Linked DNA regions of Sus scrofa: region 2 is linked to region 1. The links are chromatin contacts, called in public Hi-C maps. All regions are on one chromosome and are shown on one strand. The core of a region is the stretch at or near the end of the contact, and the rest is flanking DNA. Distances in the headings are between cores, read along the strand shown. Region 1 has its middle 98 kb from the start of RASA1. Region 2 overlaps CCNH (cyclin H).

Region 1 (6,335 bases), core at 3,666-6,165:
CACAATGTATGACAAGGGAAATGTACCCCCTTCTATAAAATTTTTGTGAGGAAAGGCGTTCATCTGGTATGCAGGCCATGGCAATTTTCTGCAGCTCCCTCATGGGCATATTATATATTCAGGATTATCTTAAATACTTTTAGTGAGAATGATTTGGTAATATATAAAATAAGAGAATAATGTCAGTGGACTCATTAATCTAGTTTTTTGTTTTGTTTTTGTTTTTGTTTTTTCTTTTTAGGGCCACACCCACAGCACATGGAGGGTCCCAGGCTAGGGGTTGAACTGGAGCTGTAGCCACTGGCCTAAACCAGAGCCACAGCAGTGCCGTAGCCGAGCCGCATCTGCAACCTACACCACAGCTCACAGCAATGCCGGATTCTTAACCCACTGAGCAAGGCCAGGGATCGAACCCACAATCTCATGATTCCTAGTTGGATTCGCCTCTACTGAGTCACAATGGGAGCTCCTTAATCTAGTTTCCTGATACACATCCCTGTTCCTCAAGTAAAAAATAGCACGGATTTCATAAAAAGCCATTAAATCTTTTAAATGTGCTTTTAAATCATTCTCTAAATAATCCAAGCTTTCAGCATTACAAAAATGGTACTGTCTTATGTGAGGTGGAAAATAGAGACAATTTTGCTCTTCATAAAATGGAGAACCAACTTATATTTGAATTTTAGTCTTTAAATACATTTTCTCTTGGGAATTAGTATTGCTTTCATTCACAACCACAGTCCAGGATGGCTTCTTACTAATATTTATTTACTTATTTATGTGTAGAATATGTGAACCCATGTCTGATTAGCACTAACTAGGACTGGGTATTTGCAGAGTCTTGTCAAATCTATAAGCAACAGGCCACAGGGGACATAACTTCCCAAGAGTATCAGCATTCTTCTATCTCTTCTATCTAGAGGGGAAAACAAGCAACCTATAGGCACTACTTAAAATTTTTTATTGAAAATCTATTATTTGGTCTTCAAGAATGGCATAAAACTAAATATTCCTCCTAACATAGAATTTATAAAAATGCTCCTGTATAGCTTCTTAAAAAATATATATCTTTTCAAAGCACAATAGTATCATAAATAGAAACAACCAGGGAGGAATATCAGTAAATGCCAACCAAGGGAACTTTAGTGCATAAAAATGAAGTGTGTAAAGACTGGAGACTTTTCTATTATTAATGAAGTGGAGCGCCGTGAGGAAACGCAAGGAGACAAGAGTAATAGCAGAGTCATGAATTAAATAGTGACTTAAAAGCAAGAGCTCCTAGTTCCCTAGCACATGACACCTCCTCACCAAAGTTTACTCAGTGCAGAATGATGAAAAGGTAACACTGCTTAAAACAAATATGTTCAATATATAGAAAACTTCCTTCAATATCAAGATGTTAGGGCAAGTGGCATCAAGTATCTATCACAGTTGTTTTAACAGCTTGTACACCAGAGAGGTCACATGCCTTCCTTGGCTTACAGGTAAGGACTTTCTGTGATGTATAGCTAACTTTCACCAAAATAAAAATCAAACCTATAAGCCTTATGTAGTTTATCTTGTCTGAACTTGCTACACTAGAGATGAGGTTTGCAACTGTGATAATACTATAAAAATACTAATATTGACAGGGACTATCATAACATAAAAGAGGGAGCGATGTACAGTTTCAGTTCCTGTCTCTTGATAATGTCGAAACTACTCCCGTAACAGCCACTTTGAAAAGCTCACAATGAAGGTAAAGTAGTTCCTCTGAAACTTCTGTAACAAAAAGGAAAAGGGACTTAACCTTTAATGAAGTTCATTTTCACAGCCCATCAATCTTCGTTTAAGAACCTTGGGGAAAATATTTCATTCATTTATGATTCCTCAGTGCCTATCATGATATCTATTATTTAATTAGTTCTCACAGAAGCTTATTGAATAAAAGAACAAATAAAATAAGTGTAATGTCTATGATATTTTTATCTGCATTTTTTCTTTATCTATAATGTAAAGATAAACACAGTATCAAGCAGTCACTGAATAATCCATCAGAATTGTGACCAAAAGCAACAAAGTGTAATTTAGTTTATTCCTTTGGAGTCTACATTTATAAATAAAGTAAAATTTTTGTTGTCTGTTATAAGCTTTGAATTAAAGATAGAAGGCAATATACTTTTATTTGCAATTTAATAATGCAAGTTGCTACAGCAATATAAAATAGTTTACAGTAATTCATTTTATATTATACTTCATCATATTATCCTTTTAGATATTGTATATTAAGGAATGAAACTAATTATTTATGAAGTTGAACAATAATCAGAAAATTTTCTTCAAAAGAATTTCCTTAAGTGTGTTGCTAGGTATAAAGCACCATGAAATCAAGGAAAACTAAATTTAGATCAGCAAATTATATAATTTGGGAGTCCTTTAATAATTACTCCTGAAAGTTTTAGACTTTGTTCTTAGGAAGTTTGACAGAGATTTTATAGTTCAACTAATATGTGTAGAATAGAATTCTTTAGTTGGGACAGACAATATTACCTTTATGTAACAAGGGCAAATTAAGGATTTTTGGCAACTTGTCAAGAAACAAAAAACCACTGATGGTTCCAGAATAGGTACAGTTAATATTGGAGTAAATTTTTCTATTAAATTTATTTTTTATTAGGGTGTAGTTGATTTACAGTATTGAGTCAACTTCTGCTATATAGCATAGTGACCCATATATATACACACACACACACATTCTTTTTCTCATGTTATGTTCCATTATGGTCCATCCCAAGAGACTGGATCTAGTTCCCTGTGCTATACAGTTGGATTTCATTGCTTATCCATTCTAAATACATACCATGACTCACTGTGACTCATCAAATGATCACTATACCTTCTGAGCACATTTATTTTTAGACATATCCAAGTTTTTTCTTTCTTATTTTCACCAAAGTATCACTTCAGTCTTTGGAACTTATTTTCAGGCTATTGTATACTTTAAACATAAAACTTCTTTCTTGCATGTGTATAACCACACTTTCACAATGACCTGTCCCAAAACACATACACTTGAGGAAAAGCAATAGTAGTAATTTCTAAAATATTGACAGCAAACATATAGATTGCACACTCAAAAGTATAATGTGAAGAGGTTTCATTTGCAAAGAGATTATTAAAAAATGAATGGATTGGGCATTTATCAGAACCACAACATATTATCTAGAACCCAGATCTGTTAGCTGTCAGTCAGCCAGCACATAGATTCTGAGAGATGAAGAAAAGGAAAGGTTACTGGAAGCCAGCCAATAGAAGAGTGTATCACTACAGGGTGCCTTAAGAGGAGAACCAAAGACTTACATCCAGCTTTTTTTTTCTTTTTCTTTTTCCTTTTTTTTTTTTTTTTTTTTTTTTTGCTTTTTAGGAATGCACTGGCGGCCTATGGAAGTTCCCAGTCTAGGGGTCAAATAGGAGTTACAGCTGCTGGTCTACACCATAGCTACAGCAACAGCCAGATCTGAGCAGCATCTTCGACCTATACTTCAGCTCACAACAACACCAGATCCTTAACCCACTGAGTGCAGCCAGGGATCAAACCTGCATCCTCATGGATACTAGTCAGATTCGTTCTGCTGAGCTACAAGGGGAACTCCCCTTAATTTGTTATTGATTGATATTGAGATTGTGGTTTGTTTTGTGTAATAAGAGTTCTTATCTTTTAGCAGTAAATATTGAAATGTTAATGGATGAAATGATAAGGCTAAATCATAGCTTTAAAATAATTCAAGGCTATAGGAATAGGAGAAGGTATAGATAAAATCAGATGGCTGAATCTTGATCATTGTTGATAGTACATGGGGATTCATTATATGATTTTTCTGCTTTTTTATATGTCAAAAAATTCCATAGTAAAAAGTTTTTATAGTGTTTTTCTATACTAGCATCCAAATTTTCTAAGAAATAAGATCACATATCCATTATGCAGAGACAAAAGAACAGATGAAAATACACCAAAAGTGATTACCTTGGAGGCAATCTTTATTTTCAATCCCCTTTGCTTCCTCCTCTATCCTAGAAACTTTATAATGAACATTAGCTACTTTCATCACCAGTAAAATAAGATTTTTTTTAAAAAATGCATTCAGTGCAGTTAATCTTAAAAAATAGGAGCCATGAAAGACAAATTAATTTTTTCCCCTAGGAGATATTATCGCTAAATATTTCATCATTTCTATATTCCTTTCCTTCACTCTGCATGCTTTCAATTCAGGAACATCAGGCATTCAGTTCATTGACTTAGAGTCACTTTTCTTTCATAATTTATTTTCTATTCAATCTTTTTTCTTTTTCCTACTTGGTACATCTCAATATTAGGCCTTTATTTTAACTAACCACAATTATACATTATTAACTAAATCCAACATTTTGCCCCATCATAACTTCATTTGAAACCAGTGAAAACTCATTTATAATATAAACTATAAGCAACATAGAGCAATATAAAAAATATGCCTTAAGATATTTCAATTATTCAGGCAGACACCATTGTAACAAGACTCGTAAGCAGTAATGGTTAGAGTCCATCAAAGTAGAACTGTGCTTTAAATGAATTTTTAAAACGGCAGTGAACTATATTTGTCCTTACGCTTGGGCAGAACACAGTATTATAAGACCACAGAGAAATGTGAGTTTTAAAATAAAATGTTTGAGGGAACAAAGCAAAACTTTTACCTCGTTCTCCTCCCCCAAACCCATCAAGTTTGCAGAATACTCGTTTTGTAATGATAATAAGAATCTAATCAGTATCATTATTATCATTACAACACTGTCCTAAACATATTCCATTTATGACTTCTGACCTCACAACTACCTCTGGGTATATTAGTATCCTTCTATTACAGTGGAAGAAAGTGAAACTTAGAGAAAAATTAAGTATGTGGCTGAAAGTTACATAACCTGGATTCCAAAAGTATTTCTATCTTATGCCAAGGCCAGTACTCTCTTGACTCCACCACACAGCATCTGTGCACAGAGTACATTACACAAACTGATAGGGAATGAGATGAGAAAATAGCAGGGGCATAAAAATATGAGAGGCAGCAACATTAAAGGAAGAATAAACATTCATTTCAGCTGTAATGGTTGTTCTATGTTTTTAGCAGTAAATGTGCACCAAAGCAATTTTTAACAATGTTTTAAATTTATAAAGACATCCTTTTGGCCTTTTTCTGCATGCCAGTGTGTACTGAGCTGATTCATGGATTCAGAGAATAATAAAACTAGAAGCAACAGTAGAGATCAGCTAACAGGGTTTCTTTTTCCTTCTGAAGTAATGACTTATGAGAAAACATTGTGAAGCACTCTTTCACATATAGGCTCAATTGCTGTTGGTACATATGACACCAAAAAAAAAAAAAAAAAACCACTGGGCATGAATTTGAATTTCTTTAAAAACTCCTCCAGTCGCATACATGTCTATACTGCAGTGAATATTACATATTTTCAAGTAAATAGGTGACAGTGAAAGAACAGGCAAGACACTCTACTGGAACCAGATGCCCAGGGCTTTGGTTCTACTTGGGTTTCCAAGAAGTTGTGTGACTTTGATCACTTACTCTGTTAGATTACTCATGAGTACACAGAAGTAATTGGACTGAATTGGAAAACGGAGTTCTAACACTGGAGATTCAGTTCCTTTGCTTACACTACACACAAGAATATGTTGTGATTAGATTTGGAAATCACCCAGACAAGTAATGTTTTCTCAGACTATAGGTAAATCCATGAGTATAGACTCTGTCTCACCAGTATTAGATTAGTAAATGAACAGAAAACATAAAGGAAAATTTAAGCAATACCAGGCAGAGTGTGAACAGTGTAAAGTTATCCAGTCTTTTTGTAACTCAGTTAAGATAGGGTAGAAAATAAATCAGAATGAGTAAGAAACTGAGATTCTGGGATCTGAGGCAACTGATACTCAAGAGAGCCACAAGAAGAGTCAGATACATTGATTGTTTAAGAAATTGGTTAAAGTAAAAGAAAATAAAGAGGCATTTTTATATGTCTCCAATGATGTTTTTAAAAATTCATGTTTTTATCTTCATATTTGGTTCTATTGATTTATAAATAAGCGATGCAACTTTAGCTATTAATGGTAGACATCTCTTTTTCTCTTTTTATCTAATTCAAATAAACCTGACAATGGCTAAATAAATAGCTCTCAAACACCTGACTCACACATACCTGAGGGGTTTTTGACATTAGCTACAGGTTCAAAGTCTTTGAGACAAATGGCTTCAATATAAAACTGTTGGAGTTTCTGTGTGGCTTAGCGGGTTAAAGAGCTGATGTTGTCT
Region 2 (5,756 bases), core at 1,805-4,304, 210 kb after region 1:
GCAAATTAAAATACCGATGTGATGATTATTTCTTCACCCAGACTGGCAGAAGTTAAATACTGATACTATTAAATGTTGTACAATGTGTATGAAAACAATGAAAAGGGAAAAAACCCTTTTCTAAATACATAATAGTGAAAAGCTTGGCAAAGATAACAACTATAAGTTACCTCTCGGGATGAAACTGGGATTTGGGTTTTGGTTAAAGAGAACTCTGGTTTACCTGTATTAAATTGGCTTTAATAATGACACTATATTACTTGTGTATTAAAAAAGATAAAAGAATTTTAAAGACCAAGAAAAAATATTTTATCCTAAAGTAGTGCTTGTAAGTGTGATTTATGGACCATTTCCAGCGTGCAATGAGATAAGTATAGAAATTGAGTGTGTGTTTAGAAATTTTTATAGGAATTTGATAGATTTATTTATGACTACTGAATCTAATAAAATTAAGCTTATTGAATCTAATAAAATTTAAGCTTATTTTTTTGTCATTTTCTTTTTTCGAGTAATTATTTGTTAATATTTTATGTAAGTGTAGGTCTGTAATGGGTTAAAAAGAAAATTAACAGTCCTTTACAGTTTGAGAATCGCCCTTTAAGTACTCATAGATATGCAGGGTTTGCTTAACACAGTACACTTGAAAGAAAGATGTAAACTCTGGCCAATTAGGAACTTTGGATTATGGTCCATTCAGTCACCTAGCTAGAAGAGTAAGATCAATAGTTGAGTGGTCTAATTCAGAGGTGGACAAATTTTTCTTCAAAAGGCCATATAGTGAGTATTTTAATTCTTGTACGGGCATGTAGTTTCTGTCACAACTACACAATTCTTCTGCTATAGTCTGAAAACAGCAATACACAGTATGCTAGATGGATCTATGTTCCAATAAAACTATTTCTAAAAACAGGTTGTGGCCCAGATTTGGCCCTTGGGCCACAGTGTGCCAACACCTGGTCTAATAAGCCCATTTCAAAATCAATGTGAAAAGATTATAAATCAGTACTGCAATACTTTCATTCATTAAAGTCAACATTTTTCTTTACTTTTGCTGTAACACTGAAACCCAGGAGTGAAATTTACCAATTTTAGGTTCTATTCTAAGCCATGTTTTGCAGTTACAGCTACAAATATAAAATAGTCCCATATTTTACACACATCATAAGTCCTGGGATATTCTCCTACTATAGCTTTATAGTTAGAAGAATTTGAGTTACAAGTACCTGATCTGAAGGCCTTAGAATTCTGGTCTGATGTCTCATATATTATCCAATAACAATATAGTCATCAATTATGGAATCAGAAACATCTCAAATGCATCTCAACTGTAAGATGACAGACCTACCTCCCACTAAGTTTTACAGAATGTGTTCCACAGAAAATATAAAATAATAATTTTACCATTCTTATTACCTACCCAGATCCCCAACTGTTTAAACACCTGAAAGGTGTAAGCAGATCTTCAAGCTGCAGGTGATAAAGAGCTCAAATATAGTGAATTCCACATTCAGCAACAAGTCAATAAGACGTATTACAGTGTTCCTTATGGATGCAACAAGAAATCTAACAGCACATTTTCCTATTGATTCTGTCTTCAATATAAAGTTTACCACTGAGAGAAAATATGCCAAATTTCCATACCCTAGCTAATAGAAATAAATCTGGAACAGTGTACTTGTTCTCCAGAGGAGATAACCAGACCTACAAAAAACCTAGAGATTAAAAGGACAAGAAGAGGTTCATGAATTCCCTAGGAAGACTCTGCCTCATGGGATCCCACAAGCCAAAGAACACGTTAATCACAGCAGGAGCAGAATTGACTATAAAAAGCCAAATTCTTTTATTATCTCGTGTTTAATCCTGTTGAAAAAAAATCTGATTTAATAGGTAAGTCAGTTTTACCCATATGAGCATTCACCAATTAAATGACATTTTAAGCTAAACACAATAATAGTTATATCTGTTCTAGGATAACAGTGTCCCATCTACTTACGTAATTACGTTAAGTGCAAGCTCAGGAGAGTGACATCTCTCCAACTTCTGTTTCAGAACAGCAACTTCTTCAGATCTGGGTGGTTCATATTTTTTTACCAAGTTTCTCATGCCTATATGTATATAAAAGAAAGGATCCACATCAGATAATGAAAAGTATGGTTCTCATAAAGGGGATGAATAATATTTTCCCATCTAGTTTTGGGAACAACAAAGAACACTCCTGAAATGTGGTTATTATTATCAGGATTATTATTTCACATTAGAATTCAATGAACACCATACTCAAGTTACTATAGCTTCTGCTGCTTAGCCCGCGTCGTGTACAGCATAACGATAAGCAGGCTTTGCTAGTCAGTATTTTTTCCAAATCCTACCATGGTCACTTTACTCAGTTTTAAGGCTTTTAAAAAATCCCTATATGATTTAGTAAACAATCTTTGTTCTCTACCACCAACTATATTCATAACATTCTGTCCTACAGATGGAGGGCCTCATGTACAAGGAAAACATTATTATGTAATATGCAATGAAGGAAAAATGCTTATAAATACCCGTCAATGATGCTTTGCTTTAACACAATGCGGAACCTATACAATGAAGCATCACCAAGAAAACAAAAATACCCTCCTTATGCTAAAAGCAAACTACTACAGTGACTAAGCACACAAGGATTCTCCACCTGGGCCCTTTATATTATTCAACTACCACAAAACAAAGAATATAAATCTCATGATTTTTATAAGGAATGATGAGAGAAACAGGGCTAATTAGCCAGCCATGTGCTCCAAATGAGTGACTTATTTCATAAAGCAAATAAAGCAGTGTTTGCATCAAAACCCTTGGGACAGTATCTTGTGTGTGAAAAATTATGAATAAGATAATACCATTCCAGCTCTGAGTTTCAGCAAGAGCTATTCTTATTTTACATTTAAACAAATGGAGTAAAATGAAGGTAAGTGTCAGCTATAAAATCAGCACAGTGGGTTACCTTTAAGACCTCTTGTACTTACTAAATTCCTGGATCCTAATATCTATGGCCAAATCACAATTAGTTTTGGAAGTGAACCCTCTAGTGGTATAACTGAAAACCTACAGTTTTCTGACTGATAAATTCATCACTCTCACTTAAAGAGGGAAGACCTCGAGATCATTTCCAACAAAGAATCAAGAAATGATATTTACATGCCCTGAGGCATTTTAACTTTTGAAACATAAAACATAAAAACACTGATTAACTAATGTCATCCAAGATCAAGATCTTCAATGTCATATTTTATTGGCTTACTCAATATTTAAACCAGAAATTTATTCATAAGGACAACTGGCACAAAACATTTTGGAAACAAACATAACTGACTTTTAACCCTGAAGATGTGCATAGTAGCCATGAGCATGCAGTGTCACAAGAGCAAGAATGAACATGGAGAGGAATGGCTAATCCAGCCAATCAGTTAAGGGGAGGTTCTAACTCAATCCTTAAGAACAAGGTTGCCATATAGCTTGGGGAACTATATTCAATATCCTGTAATAACCTACAAGGGAAAAGAATCTGAAGCACACACATACACACACACATCTGAATCACTTTGCTGCACATATGAAACTAACACAACACTGTAAAGCAAGCATACTTTAAAAAAGTGAAAAGAAGGAAAAAAAAAACAAAACCTTAAGACAGTGTTTCTTAGCATAAGCACTACTGACAGCCTGGGCTAGAAAATTCTTTGTTGTGAGGGTTTATGTTAATTTCCTGAGATTGCTATTAAAAATTACCACAAACTCAGGACCTATTAAGACAACAAAAGTGGACTGTTTCACAGGTTTTTGTTTGTTTTGTTTTTTTGTTTTGTTTTTTTTTTTTTTGCAGCAACTGAGGCATGCACAAGTTCCCAGGCCAGGGATTAAACCTGTGCCACAGCAGCCACATGAGCTGCTAGGGTGAGAATGCTGGATTCTTAACCTGTTGTGCCACAAGAGAACTCCTGTTCCACAGTTCTAAAGCCTCAGAGTCTGCAATCAGTTTCACTAGACCAAAAACAAAATATGGGAAGGGCTACACTCTAGAGGCTTCTGTTCCAGCTTCTGATGACTGCCAACATCCCTTAGCTTATGGCCGTACTGCTCCAATTTTTAAGACATATCTTCAAATCTCTGCTGTGTCTTCAAAATCACCTTCAGTGTGTCAAACTTCTCTCTGCCTTCCTCTACTAAGGACTCTTGTGATTATATTTAGGCTCAATCTGAATAGTCCAAAATAATGTCTTTAACTTTGTCACACCTGCAAAGACTTTTTTGGGGGTGTCTTTTTGGCCATGTAAGGTAATGCTGGGCTTCCACTGATAATCTTTGGGGAGCCATTTCTCAGTCTACCAAGGGGCTGTATTATGAATTATAAAATGTTTATTGGGTCCTATCACCTCCGTGCACTGGATGCTGGTAGTAGCTGCCAACATCTCCCCCTACCGCTAAGTTGTGACAACCAAGAGGATGGAGATGCTGCAAAAATTCCACTCTGTTGAGAACCATGGCTTTTCTAATATCAACTAACAAAATGACTAGAAAATGACATATCAACTAGTTAAAACTGACTTAACTACAATATATGAGTTTCAAATTTAATTAGTTTTGGTTCCCTGTAGATATTTTTCAGTGTCCATCATGTCTGGATACCTTTTAAAAGGAACCTTTTAAATCTCAACACTTTCTGCACCTGATTATATTTTCACTTTCCTCAAAAGTTCTGTGTAGGAGTTCTTGCTGTGGCACAATGCAAACAGCAGTGTCTCTGAAACACCAGGAAGCAGGGTCAATCCCCAGCCTGGCACAGCAGGTCAAAGGATCTGGCACTGCTGCAACTGTGGCTCAGAACTGATCCCTGGCCTGGGAACTCCATATGCCACAAGGTGGCCAAAAAAAAAATTGTTCTTTGTGAAAACTACTTTCTTCCATATACCTTCTATTCTTCACCAATGTATCCTTCATGCCTCCATATATAATAATTCAATAAAAGTTAATCCAATCAGTAATCTCTTATCTCAAGTTAAATACTAAGAAATTATTTATTTAGAAAGTAACATTGTGATAGAAGAACATTTTATGAGGTATTCTGTTTTACTTACTTTTCATAATATCTAGTAACTGTGACAGGCTAGTTCTGTTCTCTTTGAGCATCAGACTTTCTGATAAATAACTGGAAAAGAAAAAAGTTTTAATCTATTGATCACATATAGCCTCTTGAGAAAATATGACATCATAAATTATTTTCCTCCATGTGCATTTCATCAAGGTCAATCTTTGAATAAATTTAAAAGTTAAATATCAATACTTTGAACTCCAAAAAGATATAATTTGTACCTCTTACAGACTTAAGGATATACAATTTAGATTAAAAGATGCTTAATGCTCAAATTAACTTAAGTTCTATAATACATTTAGAGGAAAAATGACCTGAAACTAGCAGTAGCAATATTCAATACTTTTAATGTTAAGTGTTTAATATAAAAACCCTATGTGTCTAATCTCATTTTACAGATGAGGAATCTTGAGCCACAGGGACAAGTTCAAACCAAAGGTGTTCATGTTTTTCTACAAATGGATATAAAGCCCAATTACCTGTTTTTCTGGGAACCAATGATAGTATAAAAATGTAATTTCTGGAGTTAACATTGTGGCTTAAGACAAATGACCCTGACTAGGATCCATGAGGATGTGGGTTCAATCCCTGGCCTTGCTCGGTGGGTTAAGCATCCAGCGTTGCCACG

The links. Hi-C and Micro-C count contacts between places; a contact is called where the count stands out from the background.
Region 2: a contact with region 1 is called in a Hi-C map of embryonic fibroblasts, with 2.0 times the contacts expected there. The contact joins two enhancer-like sites. A contact is called at or near these places in 2 of 47 Hi-C or Micro-C datasets (embryonic fibroblasts and fibroblasts).

Annotation. Positions count from the first base shown.
Region 1 is chr2:94,778,861-94,785,195 of Sscrofa11.1, forward strand. No RefSeq gene overlaps it. Among named protein-coding and RNA genes, the nearest start is that of RASA1, 98 kb to the right of the region's middle. Within about 2 kb of position 4,916, at least 2 of the 83 cell types and tissues checked have an H3K27ac peak or open chromatin away from gene starts, as enhancers often do. A contact at or near this core is called in embryonic fibroblasts, where this site is marked.
Region 2 is chr2:94,994,772-95,000,527 of Sscrofa11.1, forward strand. It overlaps CCNH (cyclin H), which reads right to left. Exons shown (of 9, transcript NM_001166313.1): 6 at 5,115-5,185; 7 at 1,994-2,105. Among named protein-coding and RNA genes, the nearest start is that of CCNH, 21 kb to the right of the region's middle. Within about 2 kb of position 3,055, at least 2 of the 83 cell types and tissues checked have an H3K27ac peak or open chromatin away from gene starts, as enhancers often do. A contact at or near this core is called in embryonic fibroblasts, where this site is marked.